Linked DNA regions of Sus scrofa: regions 1, 2, 3, 5, 6 and 7 are each linked to region 4. A link is a contact called in public Hi-C, HiChIP or PLAC-seq and promoter capture Hi-C data. All regions are on one chromosome and are shown on one strand. Each heading gives the region's core, a stretch centred on a gene start, on an enhancer-like site or on the middle of the called end of the contact. The rest is flanking DNA. Distances are from core to core; before and after follow the strand shown. Region 1 holds the start of LOC110255273 (histone H2B type 2-F). Region 2 holds the start of LOC102162202 (histone H2B type 2-E). Region 3 holds the start of ANP32E (acidic leucine-rich nuclear phosphoprotein 32 family member E). Region 4 holds the start of VPS45 (vacuolar protein sorting 45 homolog). Region 5 holds the start of PRPF3 (pre-mRNA processing factor 3). Region 6 has its middle 23 kb from the start of ANP32E. Region 7 holds the start of MRPS21 (28S ribosomal protein S21, mitochondrial).

Region 1 (2,700 bases), core at 159-2,658, 210 kb before region 4:
GATGGTCGAGCGCTTGTTGTAATGAGCCAGGCGGGACGCTTCGCCCGCGATGCGCTCGAAGATGTCGTTGACGAAGGAGTTCATGATGCCCATGGCCTTGGACGAGATGCCGGTGTCTGGATGAACCTGTTTCAGCACTTTGTATACATACACAGAGTAACTTTCCTTGCGGCTTCGCTTGCGCTTTTTGCCATCCTTCTTCTGCACTTTTGTTACAGCCTTTTTAGACCCTTTTTTAGGAGCAGGAGCAGATTTTGCTGGATCCGGCATTTCTGCACGAAGAAAGCCCACGCGCCCACAAAAATGATGCTGACTACATCCAAGCTGGTCGGTTACGCGCTACTTATAGAGCCTGTATGCAAATGAAGACTAACTCAGTACTGCGTGTTTATTGGTTAATATCCAACAGTGCCGTCATAGAAGGGTGGAGTCCATGTAAATAAGGTTCGGTCTCGCTTCCTTAGTGGTCCTTAGAACAAAAGTCTTGTTAACCAATCAAAATGTTCTATTTCACACTAACCAGTAAATATGTAAAGTGTAGTTTCACCTGTTTTGTTGATTTTAACTTTTACTGGTTGACTTGTATACGTAGAGATCTGAAGCGCCAGCTAAGGGAAAGTTAAATTTTATTTTTGCATCGTATTACTCCGCTATACCACTTGTGGAAGTCTGATTTTGATTTTTGCAACCAAACCTCAGCCCACTTAAATATTTATTTTTACCTTTTGCGCCTCCTGTCTTAACGCAGTGAGGAAGACACCTCGGGACTCAGCACTGTCTCTTGCCCTTTTTTATCAGTTGAAACGCCAGGAAACTACCGGGTGTTTGACATCCAGCCTAGACCTAGAACTGCTGTCGATCTGAAAACCCAGATCCCAGATCCCCCCAGTTATAATACCGGCCTTCTACTGTCAATTTCTGTATTCAAACTTGTGCTAACATTTTTAACTAGCAGCTTGAAAGGCGTTCCAAAAAAATAAAGCAAAAACTGCGTAGAGCAGACTATCCTCTTGCAGTTTTCCCACGTAAGCAGCAAGCTTAGCCCTCTGGACTTCAGAAATCACGTCAGCACTTGGCCATGACGACCTAGATTTTGCCTGATGCTCCCTCTGGCGTCTGTCGGCTTTAATTCTGTAACCTCACCAACACATACAAGATTACTTGATCCCCTTTACCCTTAACACCTGTGCATAACGAGCCCACCGACATGGCTGAGAGGTGGTACAACTGCTCCTTTTGAAAAGGTGAGTGGCTCTGAAAAGAGCCTTTAAGATAGTCTACGTAAAAAAAAAATGCCTTAAGCCCGCTCCCCGCGGATGCGGCGGGCCAGCTGGATGTCTTTGGGCATGATGGTCACGCGCTTGGCGTGGATGGCACACAGGTTCGTGTCTTCAAACAGCCCCACCAGGTAGGCCTCGCTCGCCTCCTGCAGCGCCATCACGGCCGAGCTCTGGAAGCGCAGGTCCGTCTTGAAGTCCTGCGCGATCTCGCGCACCAGGCGCTGGAAGGGCAGCTTGCGGATCAGCAGCTCGGTCGACTTCTGGTAGCGCCGGATCTCCCGCAGGGCCACGGTGCCCGGCCGGTAGCGGTGGGGCTTCTTCACGCCGCCGGTGGCCGGCGCGCTCTTGCGGGCCGCCTTGGTGGCCAGCTGCTTCCGCGGGGCCTTGCCCCCGGTCGATTTGCGGGCGGTCTGTTTAGTACGCGCCATAATATCTCACTGGTTTCATTTACCTACCCTGAGGCAGTCCTATTTATAGACATAGCCTCATCTTGATTGGGCCAGAAAAATAAGGAATTTCCGGAATTCTTATCTCATTGGCTAGAATTCAATCCTGGGCAAAGCTTGTTATGCTAATCTCCTTATTACCTCCGTACTTTTCTATAACCTTATCGATCACAGATATTTTCTTTTTTAGGCCATTTCTTGAAATTGCTGTAACTTTTAAAACAGCAACTTATAAAGTGTTTTTGCACATTTGGGATTTATATTTTAATCGATTCCTTTGAAATACACGCATGCCCTAGGTTTCAGCCGCATTTCCATTTCTTCTCCCATAGTTAACATTTATTTAGCTCCTGACACTGAGCTAAGCGCACTAGATGTATTACATTATGACTGCGGTTCGACAAAACAATATTCAATTGAAGAAAACATATTTAACTTTACGTTTACCTGATTCAGAACTTCGCCAAAGTTGTGTGCTGGCCAGTACCAATTTACAGAGTAGAGCTCTCCGCCTTTCTTTTGTCATTTTCCCCTGGAAGGCGGTTTCCTCCTTCTCAATCCATCAATGGCTAATTAGGTCCTATAGAGGAAACGCTTCTAAGTAAGGGAAAGTAAGATCAGAAATATTTATTTATTTATTTGGCCATGAGATCCCCCAGCCACTGCAGTGACACCACCAGATCCTTAACCTGCTGCATTAAAGGGAACACAAGACCAGAAATATTAGTTTCTCCTTTACACTGGTGAATAGTTTTAAAGTCAAGTTGCCTATCAGTCAGATTAAAAGTTCAAATAAAGTGTCAAAACAAATAAATTATTTGTTGATTACTGAGTTGCTAGCATATTTTCTTCTATAAAGTGTTTTCTAATTCTTAACATTTCTTATCTTTTCTATTCTTTATAAGGAAATTGAAGATCTTTTTCCTTTTAGTTATTTCATATGCTTTGAAGAATTGCTTGGGAAAATTGCATGT
Region 2 (2,706 bases), core at 16-2,515, 180 kb before region 4:
TGGAGAAAAATAGAATACTGGCCCTAGATAGTTAAGGTGCATACCAAAGGAATAATTTCAATCAGCCTACTCTTGTATATTCCCATACAAAGAAAAGTGCTAAACTCTTGATTTTTCTTTTTTTAATTATTAGTCTTTTGTTCAACTACCTGGTTTGTTTTTGCAAAACTCCTATATGTCTTGGCTCCCCCTTGAGCAATCTATCTCCCGGCTGTCTACTGAGATTAAGTCCTCAGCAAGGATGCCAAATAAAACATAATTCTCAGCTTTCAAGTTATGGGGTTTTTGTTTGTTTTCAGTCAACATACGGAATCAATATAACCAAGTGCACTATAGGTTTTCTGTAAGCGCTGGGGCATGGTCTCTAGCATTGCTTTGTATTTTTACAATAACATTACATCTGGTTTCCTGAACTCAAAAATGCTTTTACAAAGTACTGACCAAATCTAACAGCTACAAGGTAAACACTGGTTAACTATTCTTTCTCAAAATTCATTACCACCCATCTCTCACCTTTTCACTGTGATGAAAAGCAAGTTGCCTGTAAATGAATGAACACTTACTCTAGCTAGATCTCAACCTATCTGTAAAATTTGGACCTATGCTGGTCATTCATGAGAAGGGAAACGCAGATCTTCAATAAGTTATACGTGGCACAAAAAGAACAGCTTATGAAAACGAAAACAAGATGACAGCTTCTTCCATTGAGAAGATGGGTGGCTCTGAAAAGAGCCTTTTGGAGTCAAGCGACCCGGCGATCGGGCGAGCGCCACTATCCCGGCAGGGACTCACTTGGAGCTGGTGTACTTGGTGACCGCCTTGGTGCCCTCGGACACGGCGTGCTTGGCCAGCTCGCCGGGCAGCAGCAGGCGCACGGCCGTCTGGATCTCCCGGGACGTGATGGTCGAGCGCTTGTTGTAATGAGCCAGGCGGGACGCTTCGCCCGCGATGCGCTCGAAGATGTCGTTGACGAAGGAGTTCATGATGCCCATGGCCTTGGACGAGATGCCCGTGTCCGGGTGCACCTGCTTCAGCACCTTGTACACGTAGATGGAATAGCTCTCCTTGCGGCTGCGCTTCCGCTTCTTGCCGTCCTTCTTCTGGGCTTTGGTGACGGCTTTCTTCGAGCCCTTCTTGGGCGCCGGGGCGGACTTGGCGGGCTCAGGCATAACGGCAGACACCAGCTGCAAAGGACAACCGGGAACGCAAAGGCAACAACTACACGGAGGCTACCGGAAGCGACTCGGTACTTATAGAGGCCGTACGCAAATGAAGGCTTGGGTTCCGCCGCGTTGCGATTCGCGAGTTTTCAGTGGCTCTGCTGCGAGGGGAGACGAGGTTATGTAAATGAGTGGATTCTGGTTGCGCTATCCTATTGGCCACCGGGACACAGATGTGCTCTAGCCAATCAACGTGCTCCGTAGCCAATCGCCGCTCTGCCTATAAAAAGGTGAAGCGGGGCCGTTTAGGGCGACTTTCTCGGTCACCTAAGCGGGAGCCGGTTGCAGTGAGTGTCGTTGTCATGTCTGGTCGTGGCAAACAGGGAGGCAAGGCCCGCGCAAAGGCCAAGTCCCGTTCGTCCCGCGCAGGTCTGCAGTTCCCCGTAGGGCGGGTGCACCGCTTGCTGCGCAAAGGCAACTATGCCGAGCGGGTGGGGGCCGGCGCGCCCGTCTACATGGCGGCGGTGCTGGAGTACCTGACCGCGGAAATCCTGGAGCTGGCGGGCAACGCGGCGCGAGACAACAAGAAGACGCGCATCATCCCCCGCCACTTGCAGCTGGCTATCCGCAACGACGAGGAGCTGAACAAGCTGTTGGGCAAAGTCACCATCGCCCAGGGCGGCGTCTTGCCCAACATCCAGGCCGTGTTGCTCCCCAAGAAGACGGAGAGCCACCACAAGGCAAAGGGCAAGTGAGGCCGGCATCCGGAAGCCCACCCAGCCCCGTCCGGAAGGGGCACCTGTGAAATCAAAGGCTCTTTTCAGAGCCACCCACTCTTTCAAATAAAAAAAAGAGTTGTTACACTAGCCAGCTTTCTCCTTAACTCCACCCTTGGTAGTAAGCACGGAGGTGGGCGGAGGGAGTGCCGTTTGCCCTCTACTCCCTGCCGTTCCTCACTCGCCTCTGGAACTAGGTGCTTTAGCCGTTATTTTGCTGGGAAGCGGGTGCGGGTGGGAGTGTGGCAAATCCTAGGATCTAATTAACGCAGGTAGAGGTAGCAAACCTTGCTTGGGCGAGCCAGGGTCGACTCGGCTGCTGAAAGTAAGCAGTACCAGGCGGCCGCGACGCTCTATCTCGAAGTCGGATGCCCGGTGAGCAACTGCAGTTACTTCCCAAGCCTCTGCCCAACACCTGAGGTCTAGCACCAAGGGGACGTTCCCTCGCACACGCGCACGCCCCGTACACCCCAGTCGGTTAGGGGATAAAGACGGTTTTCGGGAGCGTAGCGGACGTGGGTTTTGGCTTGAGCCCACCGTCTTTGGAAGGGGAGTGGGGGGAGTGAGGAGGCGCCTTCGCGGCGGGGATGGGGATAACAGGTCCTGAGGCTCTCGGAAGTGGAGTCTTGCTCCCGGAGAGGGCGCAGATAACCTTCCGATCCGAAAAGCACCAAAGGGCCGGGGGGCGGGGGGGGGAAGATCGGCCAGACTAGCAGCTAACCTAGGGGGTTCTGACAAGGTAACAAGGCGTTCAGGGGGCGGGGGTTCGG
Region 3 (2,700 bases), core at 84-2,583, 160 kb after region 4:
TCACGTGGCCCCTCCCAACCCCGTCTCTTTAACTAAAGCGACAGCTGCAAGAGCGCATCATTTAGTTTCGCCGAACCCATCTTTAAAACACGAAACTCCTACGACCCATTTGTTGAGTTCTCTGAAACCGTCTCCAGGGATCAAAGTCGGAGTCGCCGCCAGCACGACACGACACGCCGAATTTCGTTACACCGCGGGGGGGAAGAAGAGGATAAAGCCTCGTGTCCCCTCCCCACCTCCAGTCACTACGACGAGTCCCAAAACTTGCCCGCGGCCGGAGAAACTGGCCGCTGACCCAGATTCCGCCTGGCGGCGGTCGGCGCGCGGTGCTTCCCGGGGGAGTGGGCGCCGCCGGCAGCCGGCAGTCTACGGACCCGGCGAGCGACCCCAGCCCCGCGTCCGGCGGGACGTCGGACGGCCAGGGGCCTCGAGGCCGGGGGCACCCCTCTCCAAAAAAAAAAAGAGTTGGAAGTACTGCAGAAAAGTTGAACTAACTTCTCAGACAACGATGGCTGCGACAGAAGCGAGTGGGACTGGGGGGTCGCGCCCACGCAGCCGGCCCCAAGAAGGAGGAACCCGGGGAGCGAAGAGGCGGAGCGGCCCCCAAGACTCCGCTTCCCGCCCCCACGAGGCCAAAACGCCGGACTCGAAGAGAGGAGAAAGGGGCTAAGCCCCCAAGCACGCACAAAAACGCCCCTAGAAACTTAAACCCTTCGCCATTTTAAGTAAAAGATTTTAATGATTTAAAAGTTAAAATCAAACCTTTCCCCCCAGCTCTAACCCAAGATGGGGGTTAATTCATTACTGCTCCCCACATACCCACCCGGACCCCCCGAAACCCCATCCTCCGAATACAGGGCTGGTGGGGAAGGGGAGGGGGCTGAGTCATCTCACCTCCTCCGGGGCTCTGTCCCTTAACTCCAGGTTAATCCTCTTCTTCATCTCCATGACCTACTCCTGCTTTTCTGCTATTACTCTCCTCCCTTACCCTTTCCTGCCTCTCACTACCCCCCAACCCTAAAATTTTAAAAGATTTCAAAATGAATGAAAATAAAAGCAAATTTAAACGCCCACCACCACCAGATAGGTGTGTGGGAGAAAAAAGAGAATAGCAAATGGAGTCCAAGGAGTTAGGACTCTTAACTCGGCTGCCCCCACCTCCTTGTCCACACACTCGCGCGCGCACTCACACGCGCACACACACATACACACACCCGCAGTTCCTTCCCCTTCAATGGCTGCTCGGAGACTGAGCCTCCATGACACGGCACCGCCAACCCCCTGGCCTATACTCCACCCACCTTCCGAATGTATTGGTTGATTCTTCAGCATCTCACTATGCCACTGGGCTACATAAATGTCTATCAGTCTTCAGGGCGGACCTGAACCAGAAACGCTGTGTCTATTGGCTACGACCAAGCGCGCAGTTAACTCCGATAGGCCCAGAAAGATGTTCATCCCGGGGAGATGATTTTGAATCCCAGTAGCCCCCCTCCTTTTCTTTGTGTGATTGGCGCGCTTTCCCTAGGCGATCGGACGGTTTTGAAGCCTGTTGGATTTCTTTTTGTTTTTGTTTTTGTTTTGTTTGTTCTTAGCGTTAAAGGAAGGAAGAAAGCATCCGTCTTACGTGCGGAAGTTGCAAGACATAATTCAGCACATGGCACCCACTGGCTCTTGGCGGTTTTAAAGCACACTCCTGTTTTGTAGCCAAGGTACACAGCAACGTGCACGTCACATAAAAAGCATGCCTTCGTGGCACTGTCCTGCTGAAGATAAGCTTCTGGTGCAGAACCAAAGCAGCGTAGAGATGGTCGTTTAACTTCCACCATGAAGGACTAAATGATTTTGAAAACAGTTGGGTGAATAAGTTAGGCACCTTTAAATAAATCTGCCCTGGAGGAATGGTTGCTGAGGTAATTGTTACTGTAATAAACACTAAGACCTTGGAGGGAAAACAATGCTGGCCCAATGAAAATCAGACATCAGTGTGCATAGAAATGGTGCAGCAATGCCTCTCCTTTCTAAAATCCCTCTGGTTGGTTTCCATGGAAATCTGTAGTTTAAATGTGCTTTTAAAAGTCTGTCAATGTAGAATATAAAACCGGGATAAGAGTGATTTTTTTTCTTTTCTTGAAAGTCTAGCTTTTCTTAGTTCTTGCTTACATTCTGTCTTTTCCATTCCCTTACACCTTTCTCAGGATAAATACCCAAAGGTATTCCAGAAGATTTGGGGAAGGAAGTGGGTGAATTATTATTCCTACCTTGCCCAGCGCTGAGTGTGTGCTATTTTCCCACTTTCTTATGTTAGAGACCTTAGGGTTTCTGAACACACTTCTAACCACTCCACTGTCACCCCTCCTCCCACACAGACACACAGCTCCTCAAAGGGGCTTACATTTAAAATGTAAATATTTTGTATTTGGCATGCTAAATACTTTAAAGGAAAACGAAATAGTGATTGCCTTTTCCTTGCCAAGTGTTTCCTTTGAATTCCCTGAAAAGGAAATTTTGTGAGGATGAAAACAAAGGGGGAAAGGGAGAGTTTTTGGTATAAAATGGGGTATTTTACTTTTGGTATAAGTGGGGGTGGGGGGAGAGTGAGTATTTGGAGTTGGTCTATTTTGTTTGTTTGCTTGCTTGAATACAGGCCAGAGGAAGCCAGGATGATATAAAACTGAACCAAAATGAACTGAGGAAAAG
Region 4 (2,700 bases), core at 31-2,530:
AGTCAGTAAATAAATTTATTCACCAATGATTTTTTTTAAAGAATATTGATTTGTTAATGTTGAACCTATTAATTAAAACTATGACCCCCCAACAAATACTGGTCACTTTGTGTGTGTGCGTGTGCTTTTATGATAAAGACAAAACTCCTTATATTTACTGGCAACTATAGTCTGATTCCTTGCAATTGTTTCTTGTTCCTGATTTTATAATTCCCCAAGGAAATGGTGAGGAACATTAACTTTTACCCTCCTTTTCGAGAAATAGTATGATGAGAAAACCTGAGGGGTATAAACACAAATGCAAACATTCGGAAGTTGATGGCTTTAAGATTCATCTTGTTGCTACGTTTTTGTCGTTTCTTAAATCAAAATCTTGAGTTTTTTCTTAAAATCCCCACGCTAGTTTACTTTAGCCACACCAAATACATGCCCCCTACCCATTTTTGACCCTGTTAACTCCGCTCCTGCCCGCAGTTTCAGCGTCGCAGGTCCACAGCACCCCGCGCGAGCTGAAAACCCCGGAGTCCAATCGTCCAAGGGGCCGAAAACTGGGTGGCTTTGGGCTCCGGGGGATCCACGGCCTGCGAATTCCGGCCACAGACCTCAGCTCCGGGCCCTTCTGGGCGAACCGAGGCGGCTCCCAGAACATCCCTAAAGGGCGTTCCCTTTGTTCATTTCCTCAACAACATCAACTCAATTTCCGATGCCCCTCAGCCTTTGGAAAACCGGTTCAGGTCTCACTTATCAGGGCTGTGTCCTCACCTTGTTAAGGACCCAAAGAAGTCGGGAAATGTTAACCTCGGCCACTATTTGGCAAACGCGGCGTGCGATTTACCAAATGCCTTCCCTCCGAGTCCCGAGCATCCGCCTGGAGCCTAAGGCCACCTCCCTTCTTTCCATCCTTCACTGCCACCCAAGAAAGCGTTAATGGCAAATAGCGACCTCGGCCACGTTCTGCTATTCTTGCCTCCGAGCCAGCCCTATGCCAAGTTCCTCTACACCGCGAGGCGCCACCCTCTCCCCAAGCAGGCAGGAGGGGCGTCAGGCCACCGCCGGGGCACCCCGGGCCCAGGGCCGGGAGAGGCCTGAGAGCCCGGGCTTTAAACACCTCCGGGCGGGAGGTGTGTCGAGAATCACGTCCGGGCCGGGCGGCTCAGGGTGTCTCAGGCAAATTCTTCCATCCAGCGAGGAGGCTGGGTCCTTGGGACCGCGTAGCGGAACTACAACTCCCAGGACCTCTGCTGCCCGGACTTCCGGAAGCCAAAGCCGGACTGGGAGGAAGCCGCAGAGACCCGGCCAAGAGGCGGGGGGTTAATCTAGCAAGAAAAAAGGGGGGCGGGAAGGGCTATAGGGCTAACCTGTCAATTCGCCACCATGAACGTAGTTTTTGCTGTGAAGCAGTACATTTCCAAAATGATAGAGGACAGCGGACCGGGTATGAAAGTACTTCTCATGGATAAGGAGACGGTGAGTTTGCTTTTGCTCAGTATTTGTGAAAGAAGCCTCCCTCCTTTTTAATAGCTGGTCCCATTCCACTGTAGGATTTAGTATTTAATTAAAGATTTGTAAGTCAGGGTCAGTTCAGTGTGGAACTGAAAGGTTGCATAAACCTTGCTTAGAAGGTTTTCGGTCTGAATGGCTCTAACCACTGCCAGAGATTCTTCTTATACTCAGAACAATTTATTGGAATCAGAAATCCTTTCCTAAATGCCTCTGCCAAGAAATAATATATGAGAGAGAGCACTTGGAAGACTTTGGAATGATCCTGTTATTTCCACTCACTGTTGTGTTTTTAGAGGAAAGCTGTTAGTACTCAAACTTAGATGACAGGTTATTATTTGTTGGTCACAGATTTTTTTAAACTCTTTAGGGTGATGGGAAATTTTTTATTTGGAAATTTATGGGTCGTCCGTGTTCAGAGAGAGCACTTCATTTTGGTACATTACTTATGATTTTAGATGCTCTGTAAATGTTATTACATATGTTAGTATTTAAGTTATCCAAGTAAGTATTAAATGAAAAAAAAATTTAAGTCTTAGGTATTGCTGCTTGTTTTTATTATCCTGGACTAGCAAAATATTAGTTAATTCTTTTTCTTTACAGACTGGCATCGTGAGTATGGTATACACACAATCGGAAATTCTCCAGAAGGAAGTGTACCTTTTTGAACGCATTGATTCTCAAAATCGAGAGATCATGAAACACCTCAAGGCAATTTGTTTTCTTCGACCTACGAAGGTACTACATAAACTGAGCTGCCATCTGGCTAGGCAAATACCAGCACACTATCATCTGAAAGTATTATGAAGGCAAAATAAATTTGTATTATCATCATTTGTGGCATCATAATTATCCTGGTTTATCAGAATTATAACCATGACTCTCTCCTTTCCACATTCCTTACAGCCAGATGTCTTTTAGGTTCTCAGCTACTTCCAAAGTCACTAACTACCTTAACAGAGACCCAGATCACTTTATTTCTGGATTAACCACCATACATATGCCACTAAACAAAAATGCTGTTGAATCTTACATACTTAGTGGCTGCAGTCTTTATCATTTTATTCACATCTATACTCAGGAAGCTCTAATGGCTCAATTTTACTTCCATGATTAAATCTATATTTAGTATCTTCCTTTAGCTGGTCTGTTCTGCCCTTATGTATCCAACTTCCTGTATCTTACCTCTGCTCTCCTCCA
Region 5 (2,700 bases), core at 173-2,672, 240 kb after region 4:
ATTTTTCACTAAGTAATATGGAAAGCCATGGAGTTCCTGGGCCAACTGCAGCCTAACACCAGGTCCTTAACCCACTGTGCCAGGCCAGGGATCAAACTTGCATCCCAACACTGCAGAGATGCTGTGATCCTGTTGGGCCACAGTGGGAACTTCATGAGTTTAGCTTTATATAAGTTCTTTACTGAGGGAGACACAGGTTTAAGAAGCACTTGAATCGTGTTCTGCTGGACTACAAAATTGGGGAGGCTTACAAGCTTACAGGTAGTTAAATAAGTTGTTTATTAAAAATTATAATTGGAGGAATTATAATTGGGGTTAAGAACTAGTATCCACGAGGATGTGGGTTTGATCCCACATCAAACTGGCCTTGCTCAGTGGGTTAAGGATCCAGTGTTGCAGCAAGCTGCAGTGTAGAACACAGGTGCGGCTCAGATCCAGTGTGGCTGTGGCTGTGGCACAGACCAGCAGGTGCAGCTCCGATTCAACCTCTAGACCAGCAACTTCTGTATTCTGCAAGTTAGGCCGTAAAAAGGAAGAAAAAAAAAGAAAAGAATTATAATTGGAGCTGGCAAGAAGTAAAGGTGCTTGTTAGGTAAGGATTAGTTGAGGACCAAAATGGTTGATTAGGAATTCCTGTCCTGGCTCAGCGAGTAAAGAACCCCACTAGTATCCATGAGAACACAGGTTCCATCCCTGGCCTTGCCCAGTGGATTAAGGAGCCAGTGTTGCCCTGAGCTGTGGTGTAGGTCACAGTCCTAGCTCTGATTCTGCGTGGCTGTGGCATAGGCCAGAAGCTGCAGCTCTGATTCAACCCCTAACCCGAATTTATATATGCTGCAGGTGGGGCCTAAAAAGTACTAGACTGCCAGCAATTATTTGTTTTGCGAATGAATGGAAGAAAGAAACAAAGGTGTGTGAGAGGGTACTATCTTCAGACTCCTCCCACACTAGTCGGTTTTCTGGGTCTCTTGGCACCACTGTTAAGGACAAAGGCTAAGGAGAGAGTGGTTAATACTAACGATCACTACTCTGAAGTTTACTTCCTACCAGAAAGTCCAGGTTTAGCCCAAACGCAGAAGCTCTGCTTTTAGTTCTAGCCATAGCCTTAGCGCACTTATTCTCCACGGGAATACTACAAGCAGCTCAATTTATGCTTCAGGTAACATTAATTTTGCGCTAATGTAGTTAACAGGTTTAGCACGGGGAACCGAAGGAGCCAAGTAGCTTGCCGGGGGAAATCGTTACGGCTCCGCCACGCATGCGCTCCGCCGCGGAAAAGTAGCTACTACGGCTGCGCGAACCGGGGCCCCGCCCTCTTTCGTCACAAGTTGTGGGACCGTGGCGAGGCAGCAGCCGTGGCGGTAGCGACGGCAGGCCGTAGGGCGGTCGGAGGGTTTCCGGTTCCGGTGTAACGTTCGGGCTCCGTCTCAGGGGCTGAAGTTTGTGAGGTGAGTAGTGGCCCCGGGCCCAGAGAGGGTATGCTCGGGTCCTAGCGGCTGGGGCTAAGTTTCAGTCCAAAGGGAGGACCGAGGCGGGAGGTTCAACAGAAAGGAGGCTGAGGAAAGAACCAGGTTCTGTGCGAGAACGGGTTGGAATGAGATTGTTGAGAGGAAAAGGGCGGGGGCGGGAAAGGGACAGGGTGAGGAGACTACCTCTGAGATGAGTTTGGGTAGAACAAGGTGGGGAAAGGGTCCGGTCAGAGAGATGGAGAGAGCAAAAAGCAAAGGATAGGGTTTAAGGGAGGAAATTCGACTTGTAGCAAAGAAGAGCACGAAGTAAGGAATTCCTTCAGAAGATTAGATTCTGCTACCTGCTCATTGAGATCATTCTGCCTTCCTCTCTCTCCCTCCACACCGTAACCACCCCCACCCCGCCCCACGCAGTTATTGTTGAACGTCTGATTAATGACAAAGCTAGTTACTATTTGGAAGTTTGATTTTTGCCCACTGACTGTTTAGTCTGCACGTTATATTATGGAGGGAATGGGTTGAAATTGAGTACATAAGTATAGTGCTTGGGCATACGGTTCGTTTATAGAGTGGTACCCCGTTTATTGCTTTGGATTTTCAAACGGCTTAAACTTTCTAATCTATGATTCAGTTCTAGTGGAATATAAGCCCTCTAAGGTGAGGATTCTTGTCTCTTTTGTTCACTGTTGTATGTATCCTTGGCAGTATCCCACTACATTAACACTTAGTTGTTGTGCAGTAAATACTTACTGAATGAATTAAGTGCCAGATAGCTATGGCAGTTGTCCTCCTTTTGTAAGATGAATGAACTGAGGCTCAGAGGAATTGCTTGACAGAAGGTTAGTAAATGGAAGAGCTCTTTCTTCACTCCCTATGTTGTCTGAATACCCTTCTTTTGAGCATTGAACAGTTAGCATGTTGAAATTGATAAGCTATAGTGCTGTCTCATGATGGGTAAATAGAGCCATCATAGATTTATTATATAACATGTCAGTAAGACACAAAATCTTTTACTCCTAGTTTCATGACTTCACTAGCTTCATATGGTTATACCAAAATTAAATACACTGTTTAGCAACAGGTCTTATAGAGGATAAACCTACCAAGAATGCAGAAGTTAATTAGACTGTACCGGAGTTCTTGTCGTGGCTCAGTGGTTAACGAATCCGACTAGGAACCATGAGGTTGTGGGTTCGATCCCTGGCCTTGCTCAGTGGGTTGAGGATCCGGC
Region 6 (2,700 bases), core at 35-2,534, 140 kb after region 4:
AAGGAAAATCCCTTTCTGAGGAATGCTGTTACCTGACAACACAAAATCTTGGCTTCTAAAAACTCGAGTATGTGCTCATTCTTATTTTAAACAAAGATGGCCTTTGTTTTACCCAATTTTGTGGCTGTTTTGTAAAAGCCATTTAAAATGTCTCAAAATCCATTGGTATTAGTTTTACTGAAGTTGAAGATTTATAGTTGCTAATTCTATAGAAACATGAACCCACTCTTTAACAGTTTTATAAAAATTGTGTACACAAGAATTCAATTGCCTTCACCTTCCACAGCTCCAAAGAAACCATTCTGGTGTACAAGACAAACTGAAGCAAATAGTCTCTGAAAGGTGACTTACTGATTCCAATAAAAAGTATATATATATATATATATATATATATATATATATATATTTTTTTTTTTTTTTTTTTTTTTGTCTTTTGTCCTTTTAGGGCCGCACCCGCGGCATATGGAAGTTCCAAGCCTAGGGGACTAATCAGAGCTGTAGCCACAGCCTACCCAGAGCCACAGCAACACGGGATCCGAGCCACGTCTGCAACCTACACCACAGCTCATGGCAACGCCAGATCCTTAACCCACTGAGCAAGGCCAGGGGTCCAACCCGCAACTTCATGGTTCCTAGTCAGATTCGTTAACCACTGAGCCACGACGGGAACTCCCTCTGGTTAGTTGGGTGCTCTAATATTTTGCAGATCTGATTGTCTTTAGGTACCGACTTGACTGAACTATTAAGGCTCAGATCAATCCAGATTTCCTGCTTTAAGATAGGAAAAACTGGAATAGAACAGCAGACCAGGCTAGTTCCTAGGGACAAGAAGCAGAGGTTACCTAACAAAGGTCACCAAAGTGCACACTTGGGTCAGAATGGCACAAACAAGAGAGAGGGAAAGTGGCCTCCAATCGCATTTCCGCCTTAAGAGATGTTGAAAATGTACATAACACACCTCAGTTTATAGTCGTTAAATAGGGCGATACTCGTAAATGTGGGGCTAAAAATCATTCAATATTTGAAAATTAGAAGCTCCGTAAACCGTAAAGCGAAGACTGTAAAACGTAAGTAACTGAAGAAAAGTAAGGTCCCAAGGGACAGACCCGCGAGTTTCAGTCCATATCCGCGAGCAGACGCAGGAGGAGGAAAAGGAAACCGTTCACTGAGACCTTTGGCGCCACACCCCGCGCATGCGCAGCTCGCTAACTTGAAGCTGAGAGCGCGCACGGGCTCGGGTTTATCTAGAGGCGAGGAGGGGCCACGTGATCTGGATGCGGCATTTCTGGCCCAATCCGAGGCGTTCGGGAAAGCGCCCTTGCCGAGCTGTTCGGGTAGCCCCGGTTCCTCCCGTGTTCTGACCTCTTTTCAATTTCCCGGCTTTTCGGCTCCGCTCTTGAACCTGAGAATCTGGTGTAATCAGAACTTTCTGCGGTGTGTTCCGCTAATCAGATTAAGGGCACGCTCCGTAACTAGAGTGTTATTTCTGTAATTTCAAGTCCAGTTGCGCTGTCCCCAACACGCTCAGGTACAATTGCTACTGCTTGAGATTCCAGAAGTCGCTGGAGGGCGCCTTGTTGTAAAAACAGTCCCGTAGAAAGAGTGGTTGAGGATGAGGGAAATTAAGGTAAAAATTTAAAGAAGCAAGTGTCGCATAGGACTAAGACAGATACCTCAAAGACTTATTCTAAAAGAGGACTTTATTTCATTTTAAGTATTTAAGTAAAATCTCCCGCTGTATTTATTCAAGGCTGCTGTCAAGAGTTTTAAGTACAGGAGTTCCCATCGTGGCTCAGCGGTTAACGCATCCAGTTAAGGAACGCAACTTGGATCCATGAGGAGCCCAGTTGTATCCCTGCCCTCACTCAGTGGGCTAAGGATCCTGCCTTGCTGTGAACTGTGGTGCAGGTCGCAAATGGGGCCTGGATCTGGAGTGGCTGTGGCGTAGGCCTGCCACTACAACTCTGATTCGACCCCTAGCCTTGGAAACCTCCATATGCCGCGGTGCGGCCCTTAAAAAAAAAAAAATCTGAAGTACAGATAAGATTTGGTTGATTCACCTCAGAAGAGCATGACGGGAAACAAGGCCTTAGAGACACTCAGCCTTAAAGCTGGAATCCTTGAAATGAGAAAAGGATGGAGTAAAGGCAAGATGGATGGGGCTGAGTTTCACGGTTCTGATCCATCATGAACTGACTCCTACAGCCCAGGAAGCTTGGCATTGGGGAATCAAGCAGTACTGCATAGGGATAAAATGCCAAATACGTAAAAGGCAACTTAAAAAGGAAATTTCCCTCCTCATATCCCATAGATAGCTTAGGTTAAAATAAGACCCCTCACCTGGAATTTTTTTTTTTTTTTAATTTTATGGCCACATCCACAGCATACAGAAGTTCCTGGGCCAAGGATTGAATCCAAGCCACAGGTACAACCTATACCTTGCAACTTGGAATCCTTTAATCCACTGCATAGGGCTGGGGAAACCAATCCTGAGCTCTGCAGCAACCTGGGCTTCTGCTGCTGTTGGATTCTTAACCCACTGCACCACGGTGGGAATGTCTCACCTAGAATTCTACTCAGGAAGATATCACTCGTTTCCTGCAATAATAAATCTTTAGTGCAGAAATGAATTTGTTCTTAACTCTGAATTATTCCCAGAAAACTGGAGTGTGCACAAAACTGAAAGCTCTGAACCTGCAC
Region 7 (2,700 bases), core at 150-2,649, 220 kb after region 4:
GTTCCATTTTATAAATGAGTAAATAGACTGAGAGTTTAAATCAAGGGGTCAGCAAGAATCATATACCATATATACTTTGTGGGCCATACACCTCTGCTACAACTATACAACTCTGCCAATGTAGCCCAAAGCAGCTATACCTAATATATAAACAAACAGTAGAGCTGTGTTCCAATGAAGTTTGTTTGTTTTCTTGTTTTTTTTTTTTTTTTTTTTTTTTGCCTTCTCTAGGGCTGCTCCCGCAGCATATAGAGGTTCCCAGGCTAGGGGTCGAATCGGAGCTGTATCCATCAGCCTACGCCAGAGCCACAGCAATGGGGGATCCGAGCCGCGTCTGCAACCTACACCACAGCTCATGGCAACACCGGATCCTTAACCCATTGAGCAAGGCCAGGGATAGAACCCACAACCTCATGGTTCCTAGTCGGATTCATTAACCACTGTGCCACCAAGGGAACTCCCCAATGAAGTTTTATTTACAAAAACAAAAGCGGAGTTGGACTTGACCTGTAGGCAGTACTGTGCAGACCTCTGGTTTAAGAGACTTGTTCAAAGTCAAATGCCTGATGAGTATCGGATTTTGGATAGAATCCAGATCTCCTGACTTCCAATCCAGTGCTTTTTCACCATATTATGTTGTCGCCTATATAATGTGTTTTGCATTTACCATATTCTACCTTGTTTTACTATTTATCTTTTACACCTACTTACTGTGCTTTGTTAGTCTGAGACACACTGAAATATTATCAACAGTTCCTGATACAAACTAGGCTTTCAATAAAAGCTTGCTGATGAGCATAGTCATGTCCTAACCTAGCTCTATTTTGGTACTTTGAACCTGGCTTATTCTAAAGCAGGCTTCAGTTTCTGTGTGAATTCTATTAGCATAATTGACGAGAATACATCTGTGTGTGTATGTGCCTGTGTTTTAGGGGAGGTACTCAAAGAACCTTATTACGCAAGTACCTGGTTGAGAACCTGCTTTCTTCTTTTGAGACTTTCCCTACTGTTTTCCAGTAGCCACTTCCGGTAGATTCGAATTTATGTGAATAACCATTAATGGATGGACATATGTGTAGAAGTAACATACGAATAAAATAAAAGGAAAGCTTTTTCCACAGTGACGAGGAAGTTAAAAAAGAGATATTTCTAAGTTTCACTTGGAGACAAATGGGATAGAAGCTGACATAAAATAGTCTTTGATTCTAAATCCTGCAGATGTTTCCCAATTCTTCCTTCAGTGATTTCACTTTATTTAGTGAAATGGCTGGGAAGGTGCTATTATAGGAAACTCAGAGTATGTTCATTTCCTTTCTGTTCCTAAGTTTTCAGGCAGATAAGGGGTGTAAAGCTGTTTTTCATCCGGAGGACAGACCTCAATGAATTTGTGTCCTTTGCGAAGAGAAAACAGGAAGCATGCTCAGGAAGCTTCGCCTGTTTCTCTCATTTTCCTTCCAGAAAAAGAAAAGGATTAGATATCTATTTAAGATTTAATAGGATTAAGGGGTACGGAAATCAGGCTGACCTCAGAGGCCGAAGGACGGCGACTCCAAGAGAAGACGGAAGAAGCTGTTTGAGGGGAATTTAAGGCAAGTATTTTGCTTTGCCAGGTGTTGAGTTCAAGCCCGGGGGTTGACGATGAGCCGGGGGAGTGAAGAAACCTTCGATCCAGGCCAAAAGGAATGTTGCCACGGTTTCCACAGTTTCCACTTAGCTCCTCTCTCGGGTGGGTCCTCTTGTCTGCGCGCGGCGCTGGGGATTACGTAACTTCCGCTTCCGCTTGAGGCGGGCTTCGCGTCGGCGGGGCGCTGAGGAGCGAGGGCTTCGTCCTGGGTTTGGGGGAAGTGAGGAGATTGGGGCGGGAGGGCGCAGTTGGCCTCGTTCCTAAACACCAAGAAGGACTCCCTTCCCAACTCCTACCCCAAACCGTCCTGTGACCGTGAGCGGTAATTAGGGGGGAGGGGAACGCCTGCAAAGTGTCCCAGTTGGCCCTTGTCTAGGCAAGTAAATTTCTGTGAGGACGGCCAGCTACCGTCTCTTTTCATCGCTATGGTAGGGTTTGTATTGGCAAGGAGAATGAGGGAGTCGCGTGTACTTTCTAGAATATGAGGACTTGACCCTGTCTCGCATATTCCAGAGCCCGATGCATTTCCAGACCCATAAATAAGCCACGTGGTTTTGTATTCTGTTGTGTTTCTCTTTCTTACCTGATCTCTATAGTTTACTTCTTTCGCCATCATACTTTAGGTCCTGCAGAGTAACGACTTAAATCCAAGGTCATGGCAAATCATCTGAAGTTCATTGCCAGGACTGTGATGGTACAGGAAGGGAACGTGGAAGGTGCATACAGGACCCTAAACAGGTAACTGCCAAGGGACCAGAATCATGGCTAGACCAACTCTCTTGAGAAGGGTGGTTGTTTTGTCTCTTCCCCTGGCATAGGTTGTCTCAAACTAGTGCCAGTTGAGGTGTTCACAGACTTGAAACTTCTCAGCCCCTCATTTTTCTATCTTAAAAATGAAGTTATTCCCCAAATTTAACTGTATGAAGGTTATTCATCAGCAGTCATATCTTTGATGACGAACCTGCATTCTATCCAAGATTTTAAAAAAACCCAAAGGGAAAATCAAGTTAGAAAGTTGCTAGTAAGGGGGAAGGTAGTACATGACATATTAAAAGCTGATCGAGGGATTGGTGTGG

Evidence for each region. Promoter capture Hi-C pulls out the DNA fragments that hold promoters and counts their contacts. Hi-C and Micro-C count contacts between places; a contact is called where the count stands out from the background. HiChIP or PLAC-seq counts read pairs in DNA pulled down with a chosen protein or histone mark.
Region 1: a Hi-C map of retroperitoneal adipose tissue shows a contact between it and region 4, with 1.9 times the contacts expected there. The contact joins the promoter of LOC110255273 here to the promoter of VPS45 in region 4. A contact is called at or near these places in 3 of 47 Hi-C or Micro-C datasets (embryonic fibroblasts, heart right ventricle and retroperitoneal adipose tissue) and 1 of 2 datasets of contacts at active chromatin or transcription factors (alveolar macrophages).
Region 2: an H3K27ac HiChIP or PLAC-seq map of alveolar macrophages shows a contact between it and region 4. The contact joins the promoter of LOC102162202 here to the promoter of VPS45 in region 4.
Region 3: a contact with region 4 is called in a promoter capture Hi-C map of liver, with 4 times the contacts expected there. The contact joins the promoter of ANP32E here to the promoter of VPS45 in region 4. A contact is called at or near these places in 3 of 5 promoter capture datasets (fetal liver and liver), 3 of 47 Hi-C or Micro-C datasets (liver, retroperitoneal adipose tissue and subcutaneous adipose tissue) and 1 of 2 datasets of contacts at active chromatin or transcription factors (alveolar macrophages).
Region 5: a promoter capture Hi-C map of liver shows a contact between it and region 4, with 5 times the contacts expected there. The contact joins the promoter of PRPF3 here to the promoter of VPS45 in region 4. A contact is called at or near these places in 3 of 5 promoter capture datasets (fetal liver, fetal skeletal muscle and liver), 4 of 47 Hi-C or Micro-C datasets (embryonic fibroblasts, heart right ventricle, skeletal muscle and 1 more) and 2 of 2 datasets of contacts at active chromatin or transcription factors (alveolar macrophages and skeletal muscle).
Region 6: a contact with region 4 is called in an H3K27ac HiChIP or PLAC-seq map of alveolar macrophages. The contact joins the enhancer-like site here to the promoter of VPS45 in region 4. A contact is called at or near these places in 3 of 5 promoter capture datasets (fetal liver, fetal skeletal muscle and liver), 5 of 47 Hi-C or Micro-C datasets (embryonic fibroblasts, fibroblasts, psoas muscle and 2 more) and 2 of 2 datasets of contacts at active chromatin or transcription factors (alveolar macrophages and skeletal muscle).
Region 7: a contact with region 4 is called in an H3K27ac HiChIP or PLAC-seq map of alveolar macrophages. The contact joins the promoter of MRPS21 here to the promoter of VPS45 in region 4. A contact is called at or near these places in 1 of 47 Hi-C or Micro-C datasets (skeletal muscle) and 2 of 2 datasets of contacts at active chromatin or transcription factors (alveolar macrophages and skeletal muscle).

What each region holds. Positions count from the first base shown.
Region 1 is chr4:99,215,445-99,218,144 of Sscrofa11.1, reverse strand. It overlaps LOC110255273 (histone H2B type 2-F), which reads right to left and starts at 1,408. Exons shown (of 1, transcript XM_021089927.1): 1 at 1-1,408. The coding sequence starts at 270.
Region 2 is chr4:99,188,064-99,190,769 of Sscrofa11.1, reverse strand. It overlaps LOC102162202 (histone H2B type 2-E), which reads right to left and starts at 1,265. Exons shown (of 1, transcript XM_013997205.2): 1 at 1-1,265. The coding sequence starts at 1,169. The coding sequence ends at 789. It overlaps LOC100624086 (histone H2A type 2-A-like), which reads left to right and starts at 1,356. Exons shown (of 1, transcript XM_003355215.5): 1 at 1,356-2,026. The coding sequence starts at 1,394. The coding sequence ends at 1,915.
Region 3 is chr4:98,847,747-98,850,446 of Sscrofa11.1, reverse strand. It overlaps ANP32E (acidic leucine-rich nuclear phosphoprotein 32 family member E), which reads right to left and starts at 1,333. Exons shown (of 7, transcript XM_021089919.1): 1 at 895-1,333. The coding sequence starts at 948.
Region 4 is chr4:99,009,134-99,011,833 of Sscrofa11.1, reverse strand. VPS45 (vacuolar protein sorting 45 homolog) reads left to right here and starts at 1,280. Exons shown (of 15, transcript NM_001244994.1): 1 at 1,280-1,467; 2 at 2,104-2,238. The coding sequence starts at 1,375.
Region 5 is chr4:98,770,353-98,773,052 of Sscrofa11.1, reverse strand. It overlaps PRPF3 (pre-mRNA processing factor 3), which reads left to right and starts at 1,422. Exons shown (of 16, transcript NM_001135965.1): 1 at 1,422-1,448. It overlaps LOC110260326 (a long non-coding RNA gene), which reads right to left and starts at 1,280. Exons shown (of 2, transcript XR_002343444.1): 1 at 1,048-1,280; 2 at 259-510.
Region 6 is chr4:98,870,990-98,873,689 of Sscrofa11.1, reverse strand. No RefSeq gene overlaps it. Among named protein-coding and RNA genes, the nearest start is that of ANP32E, 23 kb to the right of the region's middle. Within about 2 kb of position 1,284, at least 75 of the 83 cell types and tissues checked have an H3K27ac peak or open chromatin away from gene starts, as enhancers often do. A contact at or near this core is called in alveolar macrophages, embryonic fibroblasts, fetal liver and 4 more, where this site is marked.
Region 7 is chr4:98,793,922-98,796,621 of Sscrofa11.1, reverse strand. MRPS21 (28S ribosomal protein S21, mitochondrial) reads left to right here and starts at 1,399. Exons shown (of 3, transcript XM_013988092.2): 1 at 1,399-1,589; 2 at 2,248-2,362. The coding sequence starts at 2,280.